Regions from separate parts of the Mus musculus genome. Here region 2 is linked to region 1. Evidence: chromatin contacts called from public Hi-C data. All regions are on one chromosome and are shown on one strand. Each heading gives the region's core, a stretch centred on a gene start, on an enhancer-like site or on the middle of the called end of the contact. The rest is flanking DNA. Distances are from core to core; before and after follow the strand shown. Region 1 overlaps Frem2 (Fras1 related extracellular matrix protein 2). Region 2 holds the start of Frem2 (Fras1 related extracellular matrix protein 2).

What was found. Hi-C and Micro-C count contacts between places; a contact is called where the count stands out from the background.
Region 2: a Hi-C map of uterus shows a contact between it and region 1, with 2.1 times the contacts expected there. The contact joins the promoter of Frem2 here to the enhancer-like site in region 1. A contact is called at or near these places in 2 of 39 promoter capture datasets (cranial neural crest and embryonic stem cells), 5 of 484 Hi-C or Micro-C datasets (nephron progenitors, olfactory sensory neurons and uterus), 5 of 115 datasets of contacts at active chromatin or transcription factors (embryonic hindbrain, embryonic stem cells and forebrain) and 2 of 9 other capture datasets (adipose tissue and pancreatic islet).

Annotation. Positions count from the first base shown.
Region 1 is chr3:53,563,036-53,566,666 of GRCm38.p6, forward strand. The region is part of intron 6 of Frem2 (Fras1 related extracellular matrix protein 2); the gene reads right to left. Among named protein-coding and RNA genes, the nearest start is that of Stoml3, 76 kb to the left of the region's middle. Within about 2 kb of position 1,601, at least 44 of the 459 cell types and tissues checked have an H3K27ac peak or open chromatin away from gene starts, as enhancers often do. A contact at or near this core is called in adipose tissue, olfactory sensory neurons, pancreatic islet and 1 more, where this site is marked.
Region 2 is chr3:53,654,814-53,658,626 of GRCm38.p6, forward strand. It overlaps Frem2 (Fras1 related extracellular matrix protein 2), which reads right to left and starts at 2,542. Exons shown (of 24, transcript NM_172862.3): 1 at 1-2,542. The coding sequence starts at 2,271.

The DNA of each region.
Region 1 (3,631 bases), core at 351-2,850:
TGCAAATTGATGTAGGAGTGTCTAGCCCACTGTAGGCAATGCCATCCCTTGGCAGGTGGCCCTAGGTTGTATAAGAAAGGTCCCCTGAGTAAGCCAAGGGGAGTAAGACACTAATCTATTACACATTTTCACCTTTTCTTTTTGTTTTTTGCCTTTTATTGCTTTAAACATTATTTATACATACAAGGGCTGGGGAGAGTTGTGCACAGAACTAGGAACCTAAGGGCCAGAGAAGGTATCGATTTCCTGTGATGGTGTTGCGGGTGTCTGCGAGTTGCCCTGTGTGAGTCCTCCACAAGAGCAGCATGTACTCTAAACCACTGAGGCATCTGTCCAGCCTCTGATTGCTTTTTATTATAAAATTCCCCCAAACCCACATGGTGGCTCACAGCTCTGTGTAACCTCAGGGGATCTGATGGCCTCTTCTGGCCTCTGTGTGCACGAGGAAGGTTGCACACACACACACACACACACACACACACACACACACACACACACACACAATTACTTAGGAAATAAAATATTCCCTTAGTAGTTCCACGTTTACAGATTTTAAAGTCTGGTGTCTGAAAAGCTTCTTCTGGGATTTATGTGATCTTTTAGCACTGGAAAAGAACGCCTCGCTGTCTGAGATCTTAAGGACAGACGTTCAGTGATCTGCTTCCAGGGTTTTAGTAATAATAAGGCATGGATGTTTACACTTCTGATGTCTGCAAGATCAGTGTAGCCAGAAACTGCTCTTCTGTTTGAAGAGATGGGTATCAGGCAGACGGTGTCACTATGAAAAGCACAAAACAAACACAAGGCGTTATTTGTCCAGAAGAGTCTGAGAGCCAAAGCCCAGGGCTGCAGAGACAGCAGCTTCTGCTGGCTGGCTTCCCAAATGGCTGCCAAAGGCAGTGCCAGTGCTTGTCTTGAAGCAACGGATGACACTAACTCGTTCTCCTAAGGATCCCAGAGGGCTTACAATTGGCAGAGAGGGAGCCAGGGTGGCTCATCAGTGACTTATTTGGACATCTACAACATGTCAGTTATTCTAGCCTCGTCAGGGAACTGGAGACAAACAAATGAACGTATAGCTTCAGTTGGCAAAGTTCGCTGCTTGGGTGCCCCAAATCCTTTGGATCTTACAGTCAGATCAGAAGGCAAATGTGTATGTTCAAATATACACACTGCCAGTAGGATACGGAGTGGGGTTCACAGGTTAATGCTATGCGTGTTGTGGTCACACTGGCTCAAAGCTCAATGGCTGTTCCCCTTAGGGGAGTTATTGAACCACGGTCAAATGATACAACAAAGGCAGGCTGTGCCTTCAAAATATGTGCCTTTCATGAGAAGAAATTCAGGTACTTATGCGGGTGTTTGTGTTAGCACTGGAAATAGGTTACATATGAAACACTGGGGTGGGGGGGATCTGTATCTTTGTGAAGCTGGGATTGAATCCAGAGCCTTTTACAGATTAGGCAGGTGCTCTACACCCACCCACACCCTTCACATAAAGCCCTGAAGAAAAGGAAGACAGGAGTTAACCTGACACTACACACAGCTTTTATGCAATAGCTCCACCCTGAAGCTCTCCAGCAGAGCCTGTGCCTGCGCACACAGGCTCTGTGAACCCAGTTCACTCTGGGTAAACTGTCTGTGCATAATTCCTGGGCTTACATTCTTTGTGGTCGAGGAGGTCACTGCTCCGTGTAAATTATACAAAGTGCTTAGCCATTCTCATAAATTGCTCCGCAGTCTTTTCCTTTTCTGGTAATCCTGTGAAATGTTTTCAGGCCACTTGCAGAAGGGATTCGAGTGGCTGCTTGCCACGCCTGCGTGTGTGTATAGAGGGAAAGAAAAGTGTGTCCCTTTGCTGGGTAGTGAGGTGCACCTACAGATTCAGAAAGACCAGGGGACCTCCCCAGCAGCGAGGTCGTTTGGTTGCTGAATCAAAGGTACCCCAACTACTAGAGACCCCACTCCATCAGTCTCTGACCCTGATGTATTTCCCTTATTTTAAGCATTATCCATCTTTTGGGGGAATGTCCCCTTTACAGATAGCTGTCTGGCTGCTTGAGTGAGTTAAAGACAGAGGGCTAGGAACTAGGGACCTAGGAACACAGGTTCTCCAGTGGCTAAATCCGGAAAGACCTACTTCTCTAGACTGTCTTCCTCTGCCTCCTCCTCTTCCTCCTCCTCCTCCTTCTCCTCCTCCTCCTCCTCCTCTTGCTCCTCCTCCTCTCCCTCCTCCTCTCTTTAGTGAAATGCTCACTCACACCTACAGGGGCGCTTTCTTCCAATCTTCCCCCACTTGTGAGTTAGCAATGAATGCTGTAATTCTGTAATTCCCATCCCCAAATCGTAATTAAACAAAGGTACAACACGAGTCTTCATCGAAAAGTAGTTTAAATGCAACTGAATGTCTTTGAAAAAAAATGCAACAAGAGCATCCAGGTTCAGTTATTTTGAAAATGAGTATCATTCAATATCAATTGGGATCATAAATCTCATAAAGAAAAGAACCCCCCCCATGTTCTCCTCTATATGAAGAATATAGCCAATAGTATCTATATATATGTAAAGAGAAGTACATATGGGTACAGTATGTATAGAAAAGAGAACAAAAAGGCTAAATATTAAGCTTTTTTTTTGTGGAAGGACTGGATACAGGTGAAGACATGAGTTATAAAGAAGGATAGAAAGCTAATGATCTCTAACCCTGTCATGGACTTTTCATTTTTGGTGTTGGGTAAGTTCATAAATAATATTCGATAGTGAAAAGTGTAAAACCCAGCATGAAGTTCCTCAGCTTCAGATCTCAAGGGCTGCTCTTCCTCTATAAGCTGGCTGGGTTATACGGTCTTTCTGTCTGGGTGATTTTGGTGTGTGATTTTCTTTTTTAAACTTGCAACTTTTTCTTTTAATAATAAAGTTTAAAATAAATAAAATCAATAGATGAAGACGCAAGGGCCTTTGTTTGACAATGTACTACCCAGTAATGCACTTCAGCTGTGTGCTCAGACAAGTTTTAGTCTGTAACAAGTGGCAGTTCTTCCTTGCAACAGTTGCTGAGATGAACCTGAGTCTTACATTTGGTAGAAACAGTTTCTGGCAGTCTGTCTTACTGACTTTACACACCCTCACTGTCTGTGACAGGACTCACCCTCTGCCCCCTCTCCTCTTCCCTTTGACTCCCACTGGCCCCCATGATTTAAACGGTCGTCTTTGCATACCTGACTTACAGGATTACTCAGTGTCTGGCTTGGTTTTGTACCAATCCCAGCCTACTGCCCAGTTCTTCCTGTGTGTCAGAGCTGGAGAGACAGACACCTCAGTGGTGAAGAGCACCCGCTGCTCTTTCAAAGGGCCCGGGTTCCATTCCCAGCACCACATGTGGTTCTCAACCATCTGTGACTCAAGTTCCAGGGGACCTGCCACCCTCTTTGTCCAGGCTTGTATGTGATATACAGACATGCAAGCAGGCAAAACACCCATACAGATAATAAAAAAATGAAATTACATTTTAAAAAAGAGAGATTTTTCTCATCTCAGTCTTTTCAGCCCCCTCCCCCCAAGCTACTTCTCTTAAATTCTGAGTATAAGATAATGCTTTGTACCTTCCACAAACTTTCTGGATACAAACATT
Region 2 (3,813 bases), core at 1,292-3,791, 93 kb after region 1:
TGAGGGATTATCAGTGAAGACCAACGTGCCCAGTGGAGCCGGCGAGTGGTTCTCATCTGTGTCCGTGGGAGGCTGGGTCACTGTGTACTGTAACTCTCGGTCATCTGTGTCCAGGTCAGTGTAGTGCAGCCACCTTTTCCTCAGTGGTGTGAGCTGGGATTCCTGTACCACCATCCGAAGGGGACAGCCACTGCCCAGTTCTGGAGGGAGACGGTCCACGGGATGAATGCGTATTACAAACCTCTGGATCCCAGACTGGTTAGGGGGATCATGATTGTCTTGGACTCTAAACATGAACTGGTCCATCACCGGCCCAGGGCTGTGGGGCCCCGAGTGCCTATAGAAGAGCTTCCCCTCTGTTATATCCTGTTGCCGCCACTCTGTCACCGTTCGCTCGTAAAATGACCCTTGCTTCTGCCACAGACCCTGCTCTTCCTGGGGGACATGCCTTTGGCGGAGAAGCAGGTGCCCCAAGCTTGAGAAGGGTGGCAACAGGACAAAAACCAGCTGAGAGTCATCTGAATCTATATCGGTTGCACTGAGAGTCAAGGGTGGGATAGGCACAGTTTCCCCCTCAGCCACTGTCAGCCCAGTGTTGGCGTTCAGGACCGGCGGCTGGTCATCCACAGGCACTAAAGTGATAGGGAACAGGAACTGGACCTGGTGCCTGCCTCCTCCATCGGACATGCGCAGCACCAAGTTGTCACTCAGTGAACCGTCTTTGTCATCATGCTGATACACAACCTGGCCAGCCGCCAGCTCCGCCACTGTGAAGGTCTTGGGAGCAGAGTCGCTACTGGGAGAACCCAGAATAACAAGGTGGCCATGCCGGAGCCCAGCCACCACCTCCAGCCTCACAGCTTCTAGGTCATCTTCATCACTGATGACCAAGTTCTGGGGTCCACTGCCTATGGGACCCGTGAGCGGCCGATATTGACCCTCATAGAGAATAAGGCCAGTGTTTCGTGTGACCACGGGAGCCAGTGTGTTCATGGGTTTCACCACCACCATGAAGGCGAAAGGGTCTGAGGCTGCTCCTTCAGGGTCCACTATCTCCAGCTCTAGTTCAAACAGACGCTCCTGATCCGAGTCTTCAGAGGGAGGCTGGTAGGCAATCTTCAGCAGGCGCAAATCCCGCTGTGTAAAGGAGGAGAGAGGCAGGCTTCTGTCATCCGTGCTCACCAGGTAGCCCTGCCCAGGCTGGAAGGCAGAGGTGAGGTTGAAAATCAAAAGGTCTGGGTCGGATTCAGCATCCTCGGCTGCTAGCATGTCTGGAGTGAGAGCAGTCAGTACAAACTGGTCCACCTCCATCATCATCATGGCCACGAAACTGGGCTTGGGTGCAGTGTTCTCCGCTCCTCCTCGAATCCTCACAAGCACCTGGAAGTGTTCGCGTTTTAGAGCCGGGCTGCCCTCTGGAGCCCCTCGCGAATGCAGCTCGACCACCATAGGCAGCCAGTCCCTGTTAGGCGAGCGGCTGGGGGCTGTGTGGCGGTAGCGGACTCCCAGCTCCTGGAATGCTTTGCAGTCCATCAAAAGGGTCTTAGAGGTCCCTCTATCTCCGGCCCCTCCCTGGACCTGTGGGTAGTGAAGGAGTTCTCCGTAACGAGGCAAAGCGCTCAGACCTGACAAGATGCCCACGCGGCACTCCTCGGTCTCAGGCTGGTAGGCGAACTCTAAGCTCCGATCGTCCAAGGCATTACTGGTCCCTAGCAGTTCTTCCACGACCAGAGGTAAATTCCGAGTCACAATCTCCAGCTGGGTGAAGACCACTTCCACCTCTAGTGCCAGTGGCAGGACTATCGCCCCTCCTGGAGCATCGTAGCGCAGCTGCAGGCGGACGCGGTCGCGGGAAGGGCTGCGAGCACCCAGGTGCGAGTAGCGCACCTCACCCGGGCCATAGTCGCACGCAAAACGCTTGGGACTCAAGTGGCCCGGCCGCTGGGCCAGCGCGTCGTTGTCTAACACGGTCACTGTGCAGCGGTCTCCTGGCTGCACCTGCAGCACCAAGTCACGCAACGGATCCAGCCAGACTTCGCGACCGAAGGGCACACGGAGCCCGCGGTTTGCCACCACTATAGCTTCCTCTGTAGGGACTCCCGAAGTCCCGGAGAGACCCAGGGACTGAAGTGCTGCACCGGGGCCAGCAGCCTGTGTGGAGACGTAGCTTACCAGTGACAGGAGCAGCAGCAGCAGCAGCAGCCTAGGCGACTGTGCGAGTATCGGCTGGAAGCTGGAGAACTTGGCTGTCCTGCGCGCACGGCTGGCCATCCCGGGAGCCCTTGTGGTATGCAGGCTGCCGGCCTTAGAGTTCCGACAGTTCACCCGGCGGGTATGCAAAGCTAGACTTTGCAGGCTCCTAGAGAGCACGGTGGGAAGGGCCGGGAACTCGGCGCGGTGCCTGCGGGGCCCTCCCAGTGGCAGGGCTGGACCAGGAGGATGGCCAAATGCACCGCACGGTCCCTCCTTGGAGCCGCAATCCAAGGCACTAAACACTTCCAGCGCGTCCCGGGCGTGTAGCAGTCAGGAGAGTCCCTACGTCCCAGGTCCCGGGAACTTTGAGTCCTTTGAGGAAAATCTCTCCCTTTGCACCCCTAACTCCAATTCTCTCAGGGGACCAATCGCTGATCGCTGGAGGAGGCCCTGAGTCCAGGGTTGGGTAGTGACTGCTGTCAATCAGCTCCCAGGCGGGGAAACTGCGCAGAGCTGCTCTGAGAGAGGTGCAACAGGTTGGTTGGAATGGAGGGGCGCCCTGAGCTTGCTTGCCCGGACCTGGGGCTGCGGCTCAACCACCAGCCTGCGCGGCTCTACGGACTCAAGTCTTCAGGTCTAAAGATTAGTGCATCTATTAATGCATCTCAGTCCCGTTCCTTGGTCATTGAAATCTCTCCCGGGATGGCCACCTCTTGTCGAAACTTCCAAAGCCAGGGTGGGAGTGAAGAACAAAGTTGAACACACCTTGTTGTTGAGTTTGAAAAGGAACCCAGAGCAGTTTGGGAAGGCACTGGAGATTTTCAAACAGACAGGGGATTAAAAGCCAGACCTACCTAGCTAGAGCAGGTGCAATACCCACCAGGGTCACCACCACAAGCCCCCACCCCCGCCCCGACTCCCACCCCCACCCAAGCCCTTGCTGATTTTCCCGTGCTTTACGAAACGGACCCTGTCCGGCGGATTGGTGGCGGTGGTTGTTGTTGTTTTTTAAATCAAGCCCCTCCTTTGCAGTCAAAGTTCACAGAGTTAAAGTGAAAAGAAGCATTTGGGGTGTGTGAGAAATGCAGTCTGATCAGAATCGCCAGTCTCCCACCAGAGAAGTTCCAGAGAATGTAGCCCCAGGCTGTCCTAAACTACCCCTAGCTAGAGAGCTGTCACTGCAGACGCTCAGTTCACCTTGCAGAATTTAGACGAAGGACAAGCTAAACCCAGCTGTCAGCAGCATAGCTTTTTTTCCCCGTTTTTCTTTTTCCACGCCGAGAGAATTGATAAATACCCGGAGGGCAAAGAAGAGTTTAGATAAACCTCTTTTCAGCTAGACCAGATTGAAACCCTAGGCTGGGCGCTTCCTGCCCCCTTGTGTCGGTTGGTCAGGTTTCCTCAGTATGCAGATTCCTCTCCCTGCGCTGCACCCAAACCCCCTCACAATCAAAACCCAGTCGCTTTCAATGGGGTTCTGGGCACTCTTGCTTATCACGTCGAAATATTTTCCCCAGTAATATAAAAGGGACTATGAAAGAAGGACCTGAAATAATGCCTATTTCTCTTCAATAAAACACCGAATTTGGGAAACAGGATGCGTTGAGAATCCTTGTAAAT